2 separate regions of the Rattus norvegicus genome follow, and region 2 is linked to region 1. A link is a contact called in public Hi-C data. All regions are on one chromosome and are shown on one strand. The core of a region is the stretch at or near the end of the contact, and the rest is flanking DNA. Distances in the headings are between cores, read along the strand shown.

Evidence for each region. Hi-C and Micro-C count contacts between places; a contact is called where the count stands out from the background.
Region 2: a Hi-C map of psoas muscle shows a contact between it and region 1, with 2.4 times the contacts expected there. The contact joins two enhancer-like sites. A contact is called at or near these places in 2 of 12 Hi-C or Micro-C datasets (frontal cortex and psoas muscle) and 1 of 1 datasets of contacts at active chromatin or transcription factors (oligodendrocytes).

Annotation. Positions count from the first base shown.
Region 1 is chr17:57,530,679-57,534,237 of GRCr8, reverse strand. It overlaps a transcript of Svil not described here. Among named protein-coding and RNA genes, the nearest start is that of Svil, 70 kb to the right of the region's middle. Within about 2 kb of position 2,172, at least 5 of the 93 cell types and tissues checked have an H3K27ac peak or open chromatin away from gene starts, as enhancers often do.
Region 2 is chr17:57,733,112-57,736,328 of GRCr8, reverse strand. No RefSeq gene overlaps it. Among named protein-coding and RNA genes, the nearest start is that of Jcad, 91 kb to the left of the region's middle. Within about 2 kb of position 1,263, at least 28 of the 93 cell types and tissues checked have an H3K27ac peak or open chromatin away from gene starts, as enhancers often do.

The DNA.
Region 1 (3,559 bases), core at 923-3,422:
ACTTATTTCTCTCTCTCTCTCTCTCTCTCTCTCTCTCTCTCTCTCTCTCCCTCTCTCTCTCTCTCCCTCCTTCCTTCCCCCTCCCTCTCTCCCTCCCTCTTTCTTTTTTTTTGTCAAAGTAACTTTCAAAATATTTTACTTATTTATTTTTTAGTATATGTGTGTGTGTATATATGGACAGGTGGGTGCTCCTAGAGGCCAATATTGGCCAACAGATCTCCTGGAGCTGGAGTTACAGGTGATCATGAGCTCCCCAGCATGGGTGGGAGGAACCAAACTGGAGTCCTGCCCCAGGGGCAGTATACACTCTTACCTGCTGGACCATCTCTCCAGCCTCTCAAAGTAATTTTAAAGGATATATGTTTATATGTATGTTTTTTGATAGTTTTTCCATACTTAAAACAGCCTGGCTTATCTTTCATTGATTACTAACACGATAGACGTAGCATTAGACTTGACTTCCGAGTCTGGCTTTAAACACTGGCCTAGGGCAGTGGCTCTCAACTTTCCTAATGCTGCAACCCTTTAAAACAGTTCGTCATGTTGTGGTGACCCCAACCATAAAATTATTTCCTTCGCTACTTAATATCTGTCATTTTGCTACCCTCATTAATCAGAACACAGGTACCTGATATGCAGTATCTCTGATAGGGGACCCCCAAGGGGTAGAAGTCCTCAGGTTGAGAACTCTCCTTGGAGGGAGACCTTGTGGTAAGGGAATATACATACATTGTATGTAGTTCTCAAAGGATTGGTAGACCTATTATATTTTGAAAGAGAAAGCCTGTACTAAGAAGGGAACATCTGTTATTACTGGGGAAATACTTGTCACCAGCCCTAATGCCTGCCAGCACTTGCCCAGAAACGTACATCTTCACTAATGCAAGCTGTGAGTTAATGAACATCAATGGCCACAGCATAAATCACAGCTCTCTGTTGGACTTCAGTTGGCCTGAATCCCCTCTGTGAGAAGTCATAAAATGGATATGCTCTAAGCCCTAAGTCTTAGTCCTAGAGGCTCTTGTCTATCGTCACCGAGCTGGATGCTGCGGTTTTCAGCTTTTCAGCTTCTCTGGTCCCTCCATGGCCTCCCTAACCAAGTCATACACCTTGCATTTAATCTGTTTCCACAGAGGCCATGGGTCTTCACACTGCCTTCATTTTTAGTTTGGTTTTTTTTTTTTTTTGTCTTTTTTTTCTTGAGGCTGTCAAGGGTGCCCAACCTGGTCTTCAGGGCCGATGAGAACAGGTCTCCCTTCACAGAAGAAACGGAGGCTTCTGCCTTGGATAACCACCTAGGCTAGGACCACAAGAATCTGACTCCAAATTCAGCCCCTCCCTAGCCGGGGGTTGGAAGGATCAACTCCTTAGGAGAACTGTAATCAGGTGTCATCTTCTGAACCTTCTTGTGCTGATCCTGGGTACAGTAGCCTTTCCCAGATGCCTTCCTGGGGTAGAATATTGTTCTCTCTGCCTTATCTCTCTAAGATTTGTCTGTTAACAGCAACAACAATCCACAACTATGATTCTCTGTTACATGTGCCACATGCATGCTTGCATGCACACAGACCCATAATGGCTACGGGACCATTTTCCTTTCTTGGCCAGTCCAACACCCAACACCACATTTATAGCATCACATGGTTTATTTCTGTTCACTGGTTTTTATGCTGCAGATTTTCTGATGGTGGAAGGGCAAAACAAGCCTGGCCTGTGCTCGAGAGATGGCTCAGTAGTCAAGAGCACTCACTAGCTGCACACTCACACACACACACACACACACGTGCGTGCGTGCACACACACGCGCGCACACGTGTACACACACTCACACATGCACACACACGTATACACACACGCACACACACGCACACATACACACACACACCCTCCTCTATCTCATGCTGCTCAGGGGTTAGAAAGAACACCCATTTCTTTCCCTGTAGGCAGAATGCGACAAACTTTGAGGGACAGCTGCAGAGGGACCCCATTAACTCAATACTGTTTTCCACTCACTTTAAAACCTTTGCTTCTCACCCTCAGCCTTGGGTTGCTTTCCTCATTCCCTGGATGGACCTCTGTTTTCCCAACGACATTCTGTCTGTCCTGTTCTGATCTGCGGCTGTCACCTGACTGGCCACCTCCTGGCAGCTGGGGGTTTCAAGTGTCTTAGGGAAGCCTTGCCTGGGATGCCCTTATGCCACCTGTCATTGGTGTTTAATTGCATCCCCCACTGTCCTGCCTGCTCTGCGTTGGGGTAAGTTCCCATCACCCTGACCCCAGCATCCTCCTCTGGGCTTCCCTGCCCCTTGTCTCCAGCTTCTCCTGGTTTTCCAGTGCAGGGTCTCATGTCTTCCAGGTTTCTTTGTTCTGGCTTCATCCTTCCCTGCTTTGGTCTGTGCCTCTTAATTCGTTCCTCTTTGTCCTTTCAATGATTTGCAAACTTACCCCTTTGTCCCGAGCTAGTTCTCTTTGGCTGTCTCTTCACTCTAGCCTGGTGGTTATGTTGAGTACAACACCCAAGGTTTTGTTTCCAGGTAACTTTTGCCTTTAGAAAAAGGTTCTTTGGAATTGAAGTTTGGAAATACCAGTTATGAAACTGGTCAGGTCGGTCATCTAAAGGCTTGAACTCTGAGGAAGATTGTTTGAAATTTATTTTGGCTTTCCTTCCACCTGAGAGCAATTGAAATGTATGCTTGTTTTGGATAACCCTTCCTTTTCGAAAATGAAAATTGTACGTGAAGAGCGGAATGAATGTGTTCCTGCCCCCACCCTTTTTCAGGTTATGTTGCTGGAGGATCTTCGGAGGCAGTTTGTGCTTCCTTGGCTGTGTGGGCTGTGTGGAAGGCTCAGAAGATTGGCCTTGCATAGCTGTCCTGGGGCTTTTCCTTTGATAGGCTTGCTGGTCATTTCTGAGCTCTGACGGTGAGGGCGGGATCCTATGCCGAGGTGAATCTATCCCTTATCATACTGATCCTGATGAAGGTGTCTTGGGAATGGAGCCCCAGGCTGTTGGATGTCCTTGCCCTGCCTTGTGGTTACGTACTGCTGATACTTTGCACTGTCCAGTAACTCCTCTTTCTGAAATTGTGTATGTGTTGTGTTTTAAGTGCACACTACTTACTTGGAAATCCTCCTGCTTTCAACTCCAAATTGGGTTTGATTCCTTAACATTTTAAATTTAAATACAGTACAAGTTTCTTACTCTTAGATATGGGATGCTGTAGACAATGCCAGAGCAAGAGGTCGTGTTTCAGTGTAGAGTCTACCACACCCAGACCAAGGAATCTTTGTTTTAGAAGATGTGAGAGGAGTCAAGCAGACTGATCATTCAGTCTATTGGCCCGTGGTAAATGCATCTATGCCTGTGTCCCCTTGCACTTGTGTGTGTGTGTGTGTGTGTGTGTGTGTGTGTGCCTGTGTGCCTGTGTGCGTGTGTGCCTGTGTGTGCATGCGTGCATGCGTGTGTGTGTGTGTGCGTGTGTGCCTGTGTGTGCATGCGTGCATGCGTGTGTGTGTGTGTGTGCGTGTGTGTGTGTGTGTGTGTGCGTGCGTGCGTGTG
Region 2 (3,217 bases), core at 14-2,513, 200 kb before region 1:
GCTTAGCCAAGTCACCTACAGTGGCTTCTATGCTTAGAACTTTCAGGCATAGCAAGCTATCTCTTGACTGGAGAGAAAGCCCCCATGGTAATGATTCAGGGTAACATCTGGCTGACACTCAACTTTGCACTGTGGTTGTCAAGCAAGCTCCAAGGTTCAGAGGTAGAGCCTAATTTAAACACAGGCACACACATTCTTCATGCACCTTTGAGATCTCCTCCACTCAGGATGAGCATTGCTTTTGACAAGTGCTATTTCTCTATGTTCTAAATCAGGTAAATTTTATGACAGCCAAGCTTCTTGGCCAGGTCTGTGTCTGAGAGAATTTGCAAAAATCTCTTATAGAGGTTCAGGAGGAGTCCCGTTTTACAAGTGGCATCAAAATGATGGGGCAAGAGAAACATGGACACAATAAATACTTATAGGGACTTGTCCAAAGAGAGACATGCGGTGAGCATAAAAGCATGTAGCAGCAATTGGAAAAGGTTATGCATTGCATTGAGCTACTGTGCTTAGGATGAGGTAAGTACAAATACCCGGACAGGTAGGTTTGGAAAGGGAGTAGACACCACTCCCAAGGCTTGGAGAACAGGACTTTTTAAAAGACAGTCTGATTTGACTTCTCTATTGTTACTGTGTGTATGGGATATGCATGTATGGGCATGTAGGTAGAGACCAAAGAACAACTTTGTGGAATAGATTCTCTGATTTTACTTGGGTCCTGGAGATTGAACTCGGGTCATCAGACCTGAGATGAAGGTCGGCATCTGTAGACATCATAAGCTGTCTTTTGTTTGTTTGTCTTTATTTTGTATTGTTTTTTTTCCTAAAAATAAAGGTTCCCCTGAATGATTCTTTCAGTACTAAACCAAGGGAAGTCCTGTTTTATTCACCTTACCTGAGAATAACTCTGAGCAGCAGGTTGGTCTGACAGGATGCCTATTGCCTCCACCTAGCAGGCAGGCAGGCTATCACAGTCATGAGAAGTGACGAGTTTCACAAATCCTGGCTGACCTTGGGTTTCTGACAGGCAGTGCTTATAAACCTCATCAAGGCCACAGAATACAGAGGCTGAAAGGACAATGGGAGCCAAGGGGGCTTTCCAGGGGCAAACCCAGCACAAACAGTGGCTTTGATTCTGCTCAGGCTGCAGCTGCTGAAGAGAAATTGTGAAGGGAAGGAGCCCATAAAAAGCCTTGCAAAGTGCAGGCTCCAGTGTTGGTCCCTGGCAGGCCTGGTGAATCATGCTGAATGCCTCCTGGGCATGAATGGCAAGATGACAGCTGGCTCCCATTGGCAGGGAAACTTACATCACAAACCAGCTCAGCTCCTGTGCCTGGCCAATTTGCCTTGCCTTGCCTCAGCCTAACTCAGACCTTTGTAGGTAGCTTAGGGAGGAAAACCCTTATGTCTTCCACAATGGACGCTAGAGACACTGAATCTCAGAGTGAATAAGATGGTGTACCCTTGGCCTTCTATCTAGTGTTGTAGTTAAGAACCAAGTTCATGCCCACGAAGGACACTCCCTTCCTTTCATAGCCAGTGCTCTCACATAGATATCCTGTGCTGGAACATTCTGTCCTGTGCCAACCCAGCCTTTCATCCAGCAGTGGGCATAAACAGAGGCCATTCCTATTCTAGAGACTACACCCAGAATGTCCAGAGTCATTCTCCTTGGAAACTTGATAATCACAGAGACTCCTGGGCAAGGGACTGCTGTCTCCCAGTTGTTTCTCCCTCACACCCTACTCCACCCCCCACTGCTCCTCCTCACCCCATATTGACAATACAGTTCCTCATCCATCCTTAATTTATACAAACTTCTTATGGACATCCCAGAAAAAGAGAGACCCCCGTGGTATCTAGAGAAAGTAGTAGAACTCACAATACTGTGCTGTTTTAGATTTCAATTTATACTTTCCTTGAAGTAAAGTTGCCAAAATAAAAATAACGGGACAGTGTTCTAATTTCATTTCTGTTGCTGTGACAAAATACTCTGAAAAAAAGCTCAACTTAGGGGAGAGTGAGATTTATTTCAGTTGACAATTCCAGGTCACAGTCCATCATGGTGAGAAGGTCAAGGTGAGGACATCGAACAGCCAGTGATGTCACATCCAGAGAGAAATGGATGCATGCACGTTCACTTGCTTGCTTGTGCTAGTTTAATTTCTCTACTCTTAGGTAGTCAGCCCTTGCCTAGGGAATTTGGCAATGCCCACAGTAGACTGGGACATGCCATTTCAGTTAACTGAAGACACTTTCCCCACAGGCATACCCACACACCAACCCAATGTAGGCAATCCCCCTTGAGAATCTCTTTCCACATGATTCCACATTAATGCTTAAAGCTAGTCATAATAGAGGGGGTGTCCCATCAACTTTTCCATGCATTTCTAAAATAAACACTCTAATCTGTGTATTTGGCATATGGTACATTAGGTGCCAAAACTAGAGATGTGGACCATGCCCTTGAGGAAAGCACAGGTTTTTTTTTTTCTTTCAGAGAAAAAGATAAGTGAATGCATACATTGTGGATATTATGACAACAGTCAGGCAGAAGGCTGTGGGAGCCTTGGGCCCTGGGGGAGGACACGGGGCTCTCTCTCTGCTGAAGCCATTGGCTTGGTGAGCAGAAGATAAAGGCCACTGAGAATCAAGAACAAGGGTCATCAGCCATCTACAAAAGGGTAAAGGTGCAGGAGACAGTAGTCTGTCCTTCAAATGACAGAACCTTAGAGCAAACAGCAAAGCAAGTGGAAGACATCTGACTCAGTGACAGAACCCTTAGAGCAAACAGCAAAGCAAGTGGAAGACATCTGACTCAGTGACAGAACCCTTAGTGTGCACAGAGGATGCCGTGGGTCCATCCTTAGCAATCTCCACTCACTTATTCCCAAAATAGGTAAAGCAGGGCCAGATCCCTTGGGCCTTGCGTGCAATGAGAAGTAATTCAGGGTTTATCATGGGGTTTTTCTCTGGGAGTTTGGGGAATTTAATGACAAGGATTTGTCTCTGTTTTTTCTATAAAGGAAAAGTCAGGGCAAGAAGAGACTTGAAGTAAATAAACTAACCAGAGGCTGTCAGCTGTGGGCCAGGAGAGGAAGGCTAGATCTGGGTGGTGGCAGTGGGGGTTGGAGGAAGGTGGGAAAATTGCTGGACATCTGGGAGCAGACATAACAGGGTTTTGTGAGGTCTGGCTCTGAGAAGTCAGGACGGG